2 separate regions of the Mus musculus genome follow, and region 1 is linked to region 2. A link is a contact called in public Hi-C data. All regions are on one chromosome and are shown on one strand. The core of a region is the stretch at or near the end of the contact, and the rest is flanking DNA. Distances in the headings are between cores, read along the strand shown. Region 1 has its middle 8.4 kb from the start of Gm44968. Region 2 holds the start of Rps17 (ribosomal protein S17).

Region 1 (7,083 bases), core at 3,256-5,755, 150 kb before region 2:
AACATACCTTATATCTCTTTATCTTTTTATAAACACATCAGATAGAACAGCCAAAGACAGCTGAAAGAATCAGACTAGACTTGGCCATGAGAGAAGCAGGAGGCAGAGCAGATGGAGACACACACACACACAGAGACAGAGACAGAGATAGACAGAGACACACACACAGAAACATGTAGAAGAAAGCAAGAAAAGAGGAGGAGAGGAGGAAGAAGAGGAGGAGAAAAGAAGGATGAGAGAGATACAAAGAGAGACAAAGAGAAACAAAGTAGCAGGGTTCTGAGTAGCTGGGAGGAGGGAAGTGGGTGAGCTGAACAGAGTTTAGGGTAGGGGAGGGAGTATGTGAGAAGACAGGATGCTAGCATGGAGTTTTGAGATGTGTACCAGGTAATTGTGATATTGAAGGAACTTGGAGCCAGTATGCACGTTGCATGCTAATAGGCACCACAGCCGTTCATCCCTTTTGCCTTCTGGAATTTGAGGAAATGGAGTTTTCCTCTGGACCTGACACTGGTGAGTTTCAGTTCACTTCATGTTCCTTTGTATCTTTGGGTAAGAAAATGAACTCTGAAGCCCCAGTGTCCCACCTTTAAAGTGAGAATAATATCACCAGTTAACTCAAAGGAGTCTTGTGATCATGGACTCTGATAAACCAGAAGGTTTGCTCAGGCTTATCCTTGCAAGGCCACTGTCTTAGTTTGGGTCTTATTGTTGTGAAGAGACACCATGACCAAGGCAGCTCTCATAAAAGGCAACATTTATTTGGGGCTGGCTTACAGTTTCAGAGATTCAGTCCTTTATCATCCTAGCAGGAAGCATGGCAGCATACAGGCAGACATAGTGGTTGAGAAGGAGCTGAGAGTTCTACATCTTGATCCAAAGGCATCCAGGAGACTGTCCTCTTCAGACAGCTAGGAGAAAGCTCTCATCCACAACAAGTAGAGTCCGAGCATAGGAGGAGACCCCCAAAGCCCACTCCCACAGTGACACAATTCCTCTAATCAGGCCACACCTCCTAACATTATCATTCCCTATGGGCCAAGCATATTCAAACCACCACAGCCATGCTTTGAATCATCAAACTAATCTGCTTAAAGGCCAGCATGACTCAGAAAGTGGCTATTTTCCCCCTGGATCCCAGGACAAAGGTAATGTGTCCAACAAAGCCACAGCCACAGCCACAGCTGATTCGGGCCATGAGAGGTGAACCTTGATGGTTATTAGTGAGATTGCATGGCTTAGTGAACATTGACAGATGTAAAAGCAATCTGTACTACTCCAGGAAGATTCTGGGTGAAGAAAACTCAAGGCCATCAGGTAACATTGCCAGATAGAGGACCAGGAAGTGTGTGAAATGGACGACAGAGCCCGTGACCATCTAAGCCACACCCTTCCTCCCTCGGCAGATGCAGGATGACTGATGGAGATACTAGCTTTCATCAGCTTCCTAATTCCTCTTCCCCTGACGCTTGCCAGCAGAGTCAATCCCTAGGTATCCCTTGCTTGGCTTATTTTCTGTGGCCAGAACCCAGAAACCACAATTGGTGACTGACTTTAGTAATAATCTTGACTCTCCATTCTGTGGGATGTCCTGGAGGGAGAAAGATGGAAGGGTGGCCCATGAAAGCAGCAAGAAGACAGAATGGGAGGAGAGGAGAGTGTTGTAACTACAGCTGAGACAAAGGGATAAGGTTCTGGCCCCTGGGGTGTTGGGAGGAGAGATCTGTGTGGTACACCCAGAGAGGCTGGGCATCAGCAAGGAGCCTGTATCCTCCTCTGCAATTCCCACATCCCTAGGAGGAGGCTCTGGATCAGTGGAGCCATGCCCTGCTCTAGGGTGACCAACTTGTTCCACTTTGCCTGGGGCTTTGCTGGTTTTAGCATTGAAAGGCCTGAAGCTTGGGAAGTTGCTTATTCCTGGGCAAAAGTGACTTGGTCACATTCATCCCTTCTGGCTAAACTGAGCATGTGCTGGCCACAATCTTGGCTCCCTGAAGTGAAAGCCACATGTAACAATCTCTGGGGCTTTGGTACATTGAGATACTTCATTCTGATTATTCCTACAGACCTCCGATGCTGCTGCTTATGTAAACAAAAATAAGACTGACAGTTGTCTGTCAAATGGAGTTTCTGTCACAAGCTGCTGCACATGGTTCCTGTCTCAAGCAGAAGCAGCACTAAGCCTGGGCAGGTACTGGGTGCTGGGTGCTAGGTGCTAGGTGAGTGCTGGGGATTTGCTTTTTATGTTGCCAGCTGAGCATGTCTGGGGAGAAGGTGTTAGTCTTGAAACTATAACATTTTTCAGTGTTGCCTCTGGAGACTGCACCCCAGGAGATCCAGGGGCTGAACAGTATGGTTCAGTTTCTGCCCCAACCTGCTTGTTATATAGAACACTAGACAGGATCTTTGCTGTAATATAATCTCAAAGCTACTGGTTCTTAAGGAGATGGCAAGGACTCTGGCTTTTCCTTCCTGACAATTCAGCTACTTCTTGTTTATAGTGAACTACACACAGTTAACTCAAAGACAAAATGATGACCATAAAGTCCAAGGAGAAAGAGGAAGATAAGTCCTAGAAAAACTTGCATAAGCCTAACTCCCTAGGAGACCTGATACCAGATGGTGTTGCTGGCAGCAGTTGGGTATAGGACCTGCTGCTCTAGGGACTTCTCTCAAGGCCACTTCAGTAAGGCACCTACAAGACCCAGGGGTGTTACATCATGCCCCAAAGGACTGTTCTTTCTAACAAAGCGCTGCTGTTCCTGGAAATACTGGCCCCAGGTGCACTGGGGAAACTCAAGAGTTCTTGTGTTTGTAGATGAGCGTGTATATAGGGGGAGGGGAAGAGAAGGCTGCCTGCCCTGGGAAAAAGTACTTGAGTCAGGGGCGTGTGCTGGAGATTGATATTTAGTGAGGCTGGGAGGCAGCACTTCCTATCTGCCCTGCCATCAATTGGCTAGAAGGTCCAAACCCTGAACTGAAGGAATACATCAGAGGAGAAGCACCCAGCACAAATAGCATAGACCAGGAAGAGCTATGCTCTCTTCCTTTCTTCCTTCTTCCCTCCCTCTACTTCTACTTCCTTCTCTTCCTTACTCCCTCTACCTCTGGATAGGGTCTCATGTATCCCAGGCTAGCCTCAAATATGTAGCTGAGGATGGCTTTGAACTCACGATTCTCCTGATTCCACCTTCTGAGTGCTTACACGTTGCTGTCTGATGCTGGGGATCTTGAGTTACAGTCCAGCTTAATAAGGGGGTGTCTGAAATGCATGGAAATGCACACAGCTTAGCTGTTCCCCTCACCCCAATCTTTGAAGAGAGAGAGAGGGCTTTGCTGTCATCCACCTCTGCAAGTTTTATGTCCTAGTTTCCTCTTCTGCAGCATGGAGTAACCACTAATAACTAATAAAACCCCCTTAATGGATGTTTTGAAGGCAGGATGCAAAAACCTCGGTTCACTCCCCAGCTAGGTGCAGCTAGGAGTCTCTCACAGAGCTGCAGAGTTGCCCTAAGCTGGCCTTAGGGACGTCAGTGGCAAATCCTGGGTCACTTGCAGATCTTGAGTTTTTGTATCCATGTCTTTGTGTCTTCATGATGGGGTGGCTGCCTCCTCCAGGGTGTGGGAGAGGGAGAGGATGGGTGAAAGCCACAGGCCTTCCGTGGCCTGCTCATCTGCCTCAGTCGTGGCCATGGCTGCTGTTGAACACGTGGGGCAGAAGTCCTCACCTGACTGTTAAGTGTCCTCCCAAGTGCTTGTGCAGTATCACGCATAGCCCGTGGTATCCTGCTATTCCTTCTAGAAAGTTCCTTTTCTTGCTAAAGGAGCCTGACATGGGTTCAGTTTGACACAGATTCAAAGCCCCTGACTGAGATCAGTGAGGAATCCCAGACTGTCTGCTTTGTTAAGAGACTAAGAAAAGGGGCCTCCTGGTCTGAATCTCCCAAACATGACCCTGTTTTCTAGGGTTCAAGAGCAAGCGCTGTGAGGAAAGGGGGCATCAACATGTTTATACATGCTCTTACATATGGAAACAGTCATAGTTAGAAAAGCACCTAACTCATGCTCTAACTGACCCTGCCTGCCACTAGGGCTGGCTCTGTGGCTGAGCCTCAGCAGGGCACGGGGTCTTTTCTTACTCTGACTCTCCTCGCTTAACTTTGGGGTTGGGCAAATTTCAACACAGTCCCCCTGACCCTGCTGCTGTTTGGATGTTTAGCCACAGGAAACACTGCAAGGTTCCAAGCATGAGCCAGAAAAAAATTGAATGTACACAGGTTTGGTTTCCTACCAAAAGTAGGCTAGGAAATCAGGATTCACATAGCCTCCATTGCCTGCAATGTGGGTACTGGCGACTGCCCACATTTCCAAAGGGAGAGGCCCCTTTTGAACTCATCCCCTTCTGGTCTTCCACATCAGCTGCAGCTGGGAGCACAGTTGCTGGGTGGCCAAGAACAGCTGGCAGCACTGTGGCTGGCAGGCACGGTAATTATGTGCTGGGAAGGCAGTGCCCTGCCCCCTTTCCAGGCTTCGTCCCAAGGGCATATGGGCGGGGCAGACTACAGTTTGAAAATGATGGAGGGCCATGGTCCTCTATCTCATCCTAGCCTGTAGCTCTGGGAAGGAATAGGTGGATGAGAAAATAAGCATTTCTTAGAAGCAAGGTTTGTTTAGCAGTTCTCTTCAGCACTGTATAAAGGGGCTTGAGCAGAGGGGCTGGGGCAGGAGCCGTGCAGCAGAACGGAGGCTCTGGCCCTGCCATCTCCCCCCTACTGAACCTTGTTTTCCTTCTTGGAAAAGAAAACAGACTGAATCACAAGGTGGCGTGTGTGAGAAGGATACGGGGATCTATTTAGTGGCCTTAGAGGTAAAGGAGAACCTTTCCGGGAACAGGTAACAGCCCCAGCTACAGTTAGTTTGAACCACAAATGTGTGTTATGCCCCACAACAAGGAGCTCGAAGGCTGGGCTGCTCCACAGTCTGTTGATTTCACCGCTCTCTGGTGACATTTGGAGCAGGATGACATAGGCTCATCCCAGCTTTCCACTTGGCCTTCCTCCAGTGTTGACAGACCCCTATCATGTAGGTCAGATTTCTGAAATAGCTCCAGGTTGTTGCGAAAATGACTAACTGACTTCCTTCCTCCTTCCCTCTCTCCCTCCCTCCCTCTCTTCCTCCCTTCCTTCCTTCGTATTAGAAAAATGTTATAGGTGGTGGTTGTGCCCACCTTTATCCCAGCACTTGGAGGAAGAGGCAGGTACATTTCTGAGTTTAAGACAAACCTGGTCTACTGAGCAAGTTCAAAAACAGCCAGGGCTACACTGAGAAACCCTGTCTTGAAAAAATAAAGAAACCGAAAACAGAAACAAACTAAACAAAACAAAACAACGAAATAAAGGAGGAGAAGGAGGGGGGAAGGAGGAGGAGGAGGAGGAGGAGGAGGAGGAGGAGGAGGAGGAGGAGGAGGAGGAGGAGGAGGAGGAGGAGGAGAGTGTTAAAAACAACAACAATCCCCTTTATACCGATCCTAGGCAAACCCATACACATGCATATGATTAAACCAATCCCTGACATGGGGACAAGAATGATGGCATTTAGCTGAAAGCAAGCAACCCTCACCCCTTGGGTGTGGGAAGAGCCCACGAAGCCCAGGAGGAACATGGGGAGACAGCGAGGGGTGGAAGCCAGTGCCACAGCTCACTTCCTCTTATACACTGGACTGGGGATGTGAGGCCTTGGAGCCAGGTCCCACAAGATTGGATGGCAACTATGAACACAGTTCTGCCTTTCAGAGAAGCAGTTTTACTGCAACTTGTTGCTTTTAGTTTTGATGATCTCCAGCCTGGAACTAAACTTTTGATTTTCTGTGAAAATAGTCGTCCTTACATAATCACCCTAAGTGGACAGCTAGCCTGTGAAGTTTGTACGTCCAAACTTGGATCATTAGTGAGGGGATGAAGTAGCTCTGTGGCAGAGAGACAGAGCTTCCAGCACGCAGTGGTTTCCAGGGCCCCTCTGGCCTCCTTCACTCTCAGCTGGTCCATCAGAACTCACTCTGGCAGACGATAGTAGTGATGCCCTTAGCTGGTACGGAATCTATATCATCACTGGCCAGCTGGAACAATGGAACAGGAAACATTTCAAACAGAGCAATTTAAAGAAAGGGAAGGCCAAGGAGGAGAAGGCATGAAAAGGATGTCACCCAAAGATCAGGAAACCAATGTCCCAGGAGCCTACACACCTCAGTGCTGAGGGGTCATCAATGTGCCCATCACCAGCAGTCTCACCGCATAATCCCCTTGCTCTCCTACTGTTGTCAAAGAAGGGCTATGACCTGCGGATCTCCCAGGAGCATAATGAAGGCTCAAGAGGATTGTTATCATGAAAGACTTTAGCATAGTGTCTTGTGGCATAGGAAGGGTACAAAAATAGAATTAGGGTTAAGTTCACAACCACTATCATCTTTGTCACCAGTGTTTCCCTACCACTACTATCACCATAATTGTCATCCACCACCTTTATCATATCACTACCATCATCATCACTATCACCACCACTGCTACCCAATACCCCAGCAGCAGCATCACCACCACCACCATCATCATCATCATCACCACGATGGTCACCACTAACATCATCCTCACCACTCCCATCAGCAGCACTCATCCCAGTGGCACAACTCTCACAACAACTTCCTAGGCCCCTTCACACCAGGACAAGTGAGGAGTCCAAGGGTCTTTCATCAGGACCCCTTTGCCTTGCTCCAAAGTCGTCACATGAGCCGAGCCGAGCCCTGCTTCCTGTCTTATGACTGAGAAAACATGATGTGACATAAGCTCCCATGAACTGAAGTGCACCTTTGAATGACCTCATTCATTGTGTCCTACAGACTAACAGAGTCCTCAGCACTGTCCCCCAGCCCGGGGCCACGTCCTTCACATTCGGAAACTTCCTTACTTGGGAGTAGATCTTCACAGCTCTGAGGCCACAGAGCTTGCCAGGCTGATGAGGCTCGCACGGTCTGACCATATCACTGTCCACCATTGTCATCTCCAGGTTCTCACTTAATACCCGGCATCCTTC
Region 2 (6,676 bases), core at 3,084-5,583:
GTTGAAAATTATAAAATGTTGAAAAAAATCAAAATATACTGTGTTCATAGATTGGCAAAAGAAGTGTGCTGGCAAGTTCTATGTCATCTAGACACAAACTAGAGTCATCTGAGAGAAGGGAGCCTCAATAGAGAAAAAGTCCCTGATGATGGTGGCACAGACCTACCTTCAATACCAGCACTTGGGAGGCAGAGGTAGGCAGATTGGAGTTTGAGGCTAGCCTGGTCTACAGAGATAGTTCCAGAACAGCCAGGACTATACAGAAAAACCCTGTCTCAAAAATTGAGAGAAACATGAGAACACGTGAGTAAGCACACCTATCATGGCTTCCTTCAGTGATTAAGATGTAGAAGTGTAAGCCAAATAAACCCCTTCTCAACTTGGTTTTGGTCACTGCTTCATCACAGCAACAAATCACAACTAAGATGGCCAACTTTGCCCTAACAGCCCCCTCATAACAGACTCATTCCAGCAGTAGCAGAAGCAGCCCCTGAAGCCCCAGATCTCAACATGGTTGCATAGGGGGTTAAGTTTCCAACATTGGAGACATAGTGGACTTCACATAGAAGACATAGCTTCATGATGTTCACTCCAACAATACTGCTAAGAACACAGTATTTCTTTTTTGAGGTCTACTATCTTCTAGGCTCCAACTCGGTCTTTCACCAAACTCAGAACCCCAGGGCTCCTCAACAGTCCATCTCTTCAATTCTGGATTACAAGTGCACACAGCCAAACCTGGGCTCCACGTGTGAGCTAGTGGCCCCAGCTTGGGTCTTTATGCTCAAGCACACCACCCATCGAGTAGCTGCCCAGCCCTTTCATTATTGGGGGTTGGGGCAGTTTTGAGAATCTCTAGCCCTGGATGTCAGATCCAACTGTTTGTCTCCCCCTAGTGCTGAAATTAAACATACCCAACAAAAGCCACTCTTAGCTCACAGGCAGCCAGCCCACCATGACAAGTGATTTGTTTTTAAACTTAATTGAGCATTTAATACGAAATGTGTGATAGAAATGTAAGATAGAATAAAAGATACAGGGCTTTCTTGATTACAAGTTTTATGCTAGCAAAGCTCATCTAGACTCAGTTTACAGTAGAGCCAGTTGTCAAGGGTCATGGATTCTATAGGGACCCTGCATCAACATATGTTCTCACCCCAGCACTGCTAACACAATTGTTTCTGGGGACACTCTGGAGTCTCTAAAGTAGACACTGCCATCTAGTTTATGCCAAGAGTGTTACCCTTACAAAGCACCCAGGAGCCAGCACCCCCATGCAAACCTTGAGCTCAGCATAGTGGCAAACCTGCTGAACACCTGCGGAGGCAACTCCCCCATGCTTGCTGAGTTTTCCTTACAGCTGCTCATCTGAGGGCAAAATCCCTTCTTATATGTTCTAGTAAAGGGAGTTATCAACAGATGCTATATGGGAGAAACAAAATATGTTCATGAGGTAGCCTAGCCTCAAATACTCAGAACTAATTACAAAGGCAAGTTTTCAATTCTAGGACTCAGAGTAAACATTAAAAACCTATCAGATTGAAAATGGTGTTCAATAGCAACATCTGTGGTGTTCAAGCAGGAAATGTCAAAGCCCCTAGCCAAGGAACAAAAACAGTCACGCCTACCTTACCCTAGTTGACACCATTGTCATTCAACTAGGCATGCTGACCCCAACAACCTTGCTTATCCAAGAAACTGAAGTTAACAGATAGCAAAACAGCTCTCCACCATGTCCTGAGAGCACAGTAGGACCTCCCTAAACCCTAGACTAGGTTTGTAAGTGTTCAGCCCTCCACCCGACCCTAACAGCAAGAACAATACAGACAAACTTGTTTTCAGGTTTATTGAAAATATGGCATAACAGATTAAACAGCTCCACGTGGTGTTTTGAAATTCATGCCAACTGTAGGCTGAGTGACCTGAAGGTTAGAGAGACTGCCAAAGTCCTGCAACAAAACAAGACACACGGTGAGCGGGCACTCTGCAACCCCAGCCCTTCAGCCAACAGACAGGGACTATCGGCCCCAGGAACTTTTCCAACACATACCCACCCGGCTAATGAACACTCCCCCTCCTACACCTAACTCTGATCCAACCTTCAAGCAGGTATTCCCTAGCCAGGACACACCAACAAACCCAAACCACTACAACAAAACCCTCGCCTGCCCTCCATAGCCAAGGATTCAGCACTCTTGTCACTACTCCCCAACTAAAGCCTAAAAGCCCATAAGCAGGTTCTTAGCATAGGTAAAGCTACAAAAGCAGCACACGGCACGGTCAGAGGGGCTCAGGGCTAGAGCCCCAAGAACATTCCCCAGCCTCAGTCAACACCTGAGAGGAAACCTAATGTACAAAGCACAAGGAGCGGAGGGTCAGGCCTGTCCCCAAGAACACTCAGTACCGGGAGCCCACCATGCTCTGGAGCCAAATGGTTTCAGAAGGCTGTGCTGAGAAAGACCAGCAGTGCTCCCAGCAAGCGTCAGCTGCTGTTTCACTGAGCCATGCGGGCACATGGGGAGAGTATCTGCTCACAATCACTAACAGCATGCTGGTCTCAGGCGCCTATCCCACCTTCTCATACTTATGCAAAAGAGCCAAGTCTCAGTCCGCTGAGATAAGCCACCCGTAAGATGGCTCAACTGTGACTAGCCCGACTACTGTAGAAATAACCAGGGAGGAAAGCAGGTAACAGCCAGAGCTGAAGGGGGCGGGGCAGGCCACAATTTAGGAGCCAGCCCCAAACAAGGAAAACACACCCCCGAATCATCACAGAACAAGCAGCTCCAGCCATTTAGAAACCAGATGTATTCAAGGATTCAGGCAACACTCACCAGGAGCTTCAGCATCTCCTTGGTGTCGGGATCCACCTCAATGATCTCCTGATCTAGGGCTGAGACCTGAGAGGGAAAGAATCAAGTTCAAATTATGAATGCGTGGGTTATCTTTCACCTCCTCTGCTCCCAACGCAACACATAACCTTAGCTGTCCTGGAAAGCACCATGTGGACCAGGCTGGCTTCGAGCTCAGACATCTGCCTCCCAAATGCTGAAACTAAAGCTGTGCACCACCACAGCCCACTTTATTCTTGTGTCAGAACCATCTAGTGTGCATTCAGAAAGCAGGGTTCACACTTGGATGTCAAGCTAACCACGTCGGGAGGCACTCTCACTGGGCTCCCATGTGAAAATGAATTTAGACCTCGCAGAGAAGCTCAAGGTCGGCTGATTACAGGCACCCTCGGCTGGGTGTGTTGGCCCACGCCTTTAATCCCAGCACTCAGAAGGCCGAGGTGGGTGGATCTCTCATCATTTTGAGGAAATAGATTAAGACTTCACTGACATCCAGCTGCGTTCCCACCTCAGGTGAGCCCCCAGGAAGAGGTGCAGAGGAAGACCCACAAATCTTACCTCAGGAACGTAGTTATCTCTCCTCTCTCTCTCTTCTTCCTGCAACTTGATAGAGATGCCTCTCACAGGCCCTCTCTGAATCCGCTTCATCAGATGCGTGACATAGCTACAAGCAATGCGAAACAGTGACCACCTCCCACCAGAACCGACTTTGTCTCTACATCAAGGTCGGTCTCACCATCGGAAAGACACACAGACACACACACAGCACTGTTCAGATGTCCACTCCTTACATCCTCACTCGCCGTCACCAGCCCTCCTCCGAATGTCATGTACCCCGACTGGTCTTATCCGTCGTACGGACACAACACTGCTATTTTTTTGCACAACACGGCCATAGTGGTAAAATGCGGGAAGCAGAGACCACAGCAGTAAGGTTTTGAGGCCGGAGCTCTGCCTTCAGCTACCGTAAGGAGCCCGAACTAAGACCACGTCGGCAAAACCCCACTGTGGCCAAGGCACACCTCCAGCCCTTCGGCGGGCCGTCTGGGGGGAGCGGAGGCACCGGCCCGGGCAGGCTCTCCGGCGGCCGCGGCCCCCACTCACCCGGCTATCTTGTTCCGAAGCTTCTTGCTGGGGATAATGGCGATCTCCTCGCACACGCGCTTGTTGGTGTGGAAGTCATTACCCAGACGCGTGTAGTACTTCTCGATGATGACCCGGGCAGCCTTCTTCACGGTCTTGGTGCGAACGCGGCCCTGAGGGTGGAGAGGGCAAAGTCACCGGGGAGCCCGCGCCTCCCGCGGAGGGGCCGCGGCGCGCACGACTTCATGCGGAAGCGCGCCAGGCCGCCGGTGACGGCGCCGGCCCCTCGCTGCGGACTTGAGGCCGCGACGAGCGGAGGATGGGCGAGGATTGAAAAGGACAGAGCCCTGGGAGCCAAACACCTACCATGTTGGCGGGTCTCGGTAAAAGAGGAAACAGGAAACACAAGAGAGGCCTATAAAGCGCGGCCAGAAAGCCGCTTCCGCCTGGCTCGCGAGAGTCCCACAGCGGCCCCTAGCGGAGTGGAGTGAGGCTGCCTGGCTGTGGGCGGGGCGAAAGTCTGCGCGTGCGCACGCCGGCAGCTCGGCCGTCTTGGTTTCCACTCCAAATAGTTCCGTGCTTCTCTTGGGCGTCCGGTGTGTTTTAATCTAGGAGTTACTTTGAGGTCCTGAGATGGAGCCTAAAGGAGGCCCGAGCTATGAAAGGCATAGTAGTAAACAGGGTCATCCCCGATTTCCACCCTACCCGCGCCTCTAGTCAGAGATTAGTAGGGTCTAGCCTAATTGGTGAGGTTCCTCTCATTTCCTGGTGTCACAGCAAACATCACCTAGAGTGGCTTTTCTTCTCATCCCAGCACAGTATTCCATTCGAGCTGCTCTTAAATGTCTGAGCACAATTACTTTTCTCAGCTAGGTTTGAGCTAAACAGGAAGGGCTAACCTCGAGTGCTTAAATCAGTGGCTGGCTCACAGAGAGGTCTCAAACACTTTTACCAACAAATTAGGATCTCAGTTAACTAGACTGTTCCCGATTAGTAGGGACACTATCTCCAACCTTCAGCTTCTTCCGGTTGTTCTGCCATAACCAAGCCCAAAGCAGGCTCTTACGCTACGACCCAGTGGCTTCATCTGTCCAGAGAGGGCCTTTCCTCCAGCTCTTTCCTGGGACAGGGTCCTGCGCTCAAACCTAAGGAGACCGTGCTGGCCACAGGGCATGTATCAAGGGGCCAAGGCTGTGCTTCATCCTTCAACTCATCTACGTCACTCTGGTTAGGTGAAGAGCTGAAAGTCCTTACTCTAAAAGTAGCTCATGGCGGGAGGAAAAAAGATGTCCTTGACCATGGACCCGGAAGAATACTGAAGAGACCAAAGGGTCTGTAATCCCTGGGGGTTGCATCGTACATTACCAGTGAATTCCCAATGAAGTGGAGGCCAGGCTCCAGATGCAAGACTAGACCTTACAGTCTTGCAGGAAGAGAACTCTTGGATTCTGAGGAGTAGTGAGTTTTTGCACCTTACAAGGATTTAAGTACCTAGGAGTCCCTCTCCCTCAGACTAGAGTTTCCCAAAGGACCAGTTCAGCATGCTGCCGTCTCCACTTGAAAAATCATCAGACCTGTCATGAAGCCATGGAGCCTGTTAGAAAAGCTAGTGTAAGGGCTGTGAAGAAACAAAGCACTGCAGCGTGTCCTGGTGCATACCTTAATCCCAGCACGTGGGATGAATGGTAGGCAGAATTCCTGAGCTTGAGGCCAGGCTGGCTTACATAAGGAGTTCCAGGACAAGGCCACAAAGAAAGACCCTGAATCAAAAAAGCAAAATAGTAACCACTCAGAAAGGAATTACATCAGCACAAGTGTGTCCAAGAGGAAGGAGGAACACGTCAGGGCTCACAGGAAAGCAGCCAGCAAATGGCTCCTGACATCTTGGGAGTTGTGCCTCTAGCATTCCTAGGGCTCCATGTGGAGGAGGCCTTGAGGGGCCAAGAAGTAAAATGTACAGGCAGGCCTCCTATTCTGATTGTAATCACCCAGGTACTAGACACTCCAGAGTGGCTGACCAGGATGTAACAAGTCCCATATAGGAGCAGGTCTCCGCATGTACCTCCCATCCCTCTGGGCTGGTATCCCATTAGTGAAAATCCATGAAAAGAGGACTGGTCTCTGGAATCTTCCCTGCTTGCTACCACACCCCACCACACACACACCCAGATACAGAGACAAAACTACAACTCTGCTGCAACGTGTTTATTATGTGCCAAAAAAATTACACCACAGCTTACTCCACACATCTGTAGGAGAGTGCAGTCTTGCCTGCATATACAACAATGAGGTAGAGACTTCACACACAGCTTCACAAAACCCACAGAGTAGCTGGGATATGCAACAATGCAACATCAGCTCAGCAGGAGGGAGGGGTTATGACACTGGCTCTTTGGCACACAGCTTCCCTAAGAGAGGCAAGTAATCGTTAAATTAAAAAGAAAAGTCAAGTTTTCAATTCCAGTAGCGTCTTTGTCAACTGTAACTGTTGATTCATACATTCGTCAAATAAAAGTTGTAAGGAAGGGTATTTGCCCCTCTAAGAGAAAGGGCTCCTGTGAGCCTTCACCTGCCCCCACCAAAAAGCAGCCCTTTTTTTTTTTTTTTTAATTTTTAAGCTCAGTTACAAAAGAAAAAGTCCTGTGACTGTGATTAAAAACTTCTATCAACCCTCCCCCAACATAAGTGCAACATAAGGTGCCACAAACCATTTAAAACTATATACAGCAGCTGCTCAGACT

Evidence for each region. A called contact is a pair of places that touch in the nucleus more often than the background predicts.
Region 1: a Hi-C map of liver shows a contact between it and region 2, with 3 times the contacts expected there. The contact joins the enhancer-like site here to the promoter of Rps17 in region 2. A contact is called at or near these places in 12 of 39 promoter capture datasets (the HPC-7 cell line, HPC-7-derived erythroid cells, cranial neural crest and 7 more), 3 of 15 datasets of contacts at CTCF or cohesin (embryonic stem cells and stem cell-derived epiblast-like cells), 45 of 484 Hi-C or Micro-C datasets (the 3T3-L1 cell line, 3T3-L1-derived adipocytes, B cells and 21 more), 27 of 115 datasets of contacts at active chromatin or transcription factors (the 230-238 cell line, the HPC-7 cell line, the NIH/3T3 cell line and 12 more) and 4 of 9 other capture datasets (adipose tissue, embryonic stem cells, liver and 1 more).

Annotation. Positions count from the first base shown.
Region 1 is chr7:81,194,261-81,201,343 of GRCm38.p6, forward strand. No RefSeq gene overlaps it. Among named protein-coding and RNA genes, the nearest start is that of Gm44968, 8.4 kb to the right of the region's middle. Within about 2 kb of position 4,506, at least 53 of the 459 cell types and tissues checked have an H3K27ac peak or open chromatin away from gene starts, as enhancers often do. A contact at or near this core is called in the 230-238 cell line, the C2C12 cell line, acute myeloid leukemia and 4 more, where this site is marked.
Region 2 is chr7:81,340,901-81,347,576 of GRCm38.p6, forward strand. It overlaps Rps17 (ribosomal protein S17), which reads right to left and starts at 4,334. Exons shown (of 5, transcript NM_009092.3): 1 at 4,302-4,334; 2 at 3,957-4,108; 3 at 3,411-3,516; 4 at 2,835-2,900; 5 at 1,833-1,949. The coding sequence starts at 4,304. The coding sequence ends at 1,869. It overlaps Cpeb1 (cytoplasmic polyadenylation element binding protein 1), which reads right to left. Exons shown (of 12, transcript NM_007755.5): 12 at 6,126-6,676.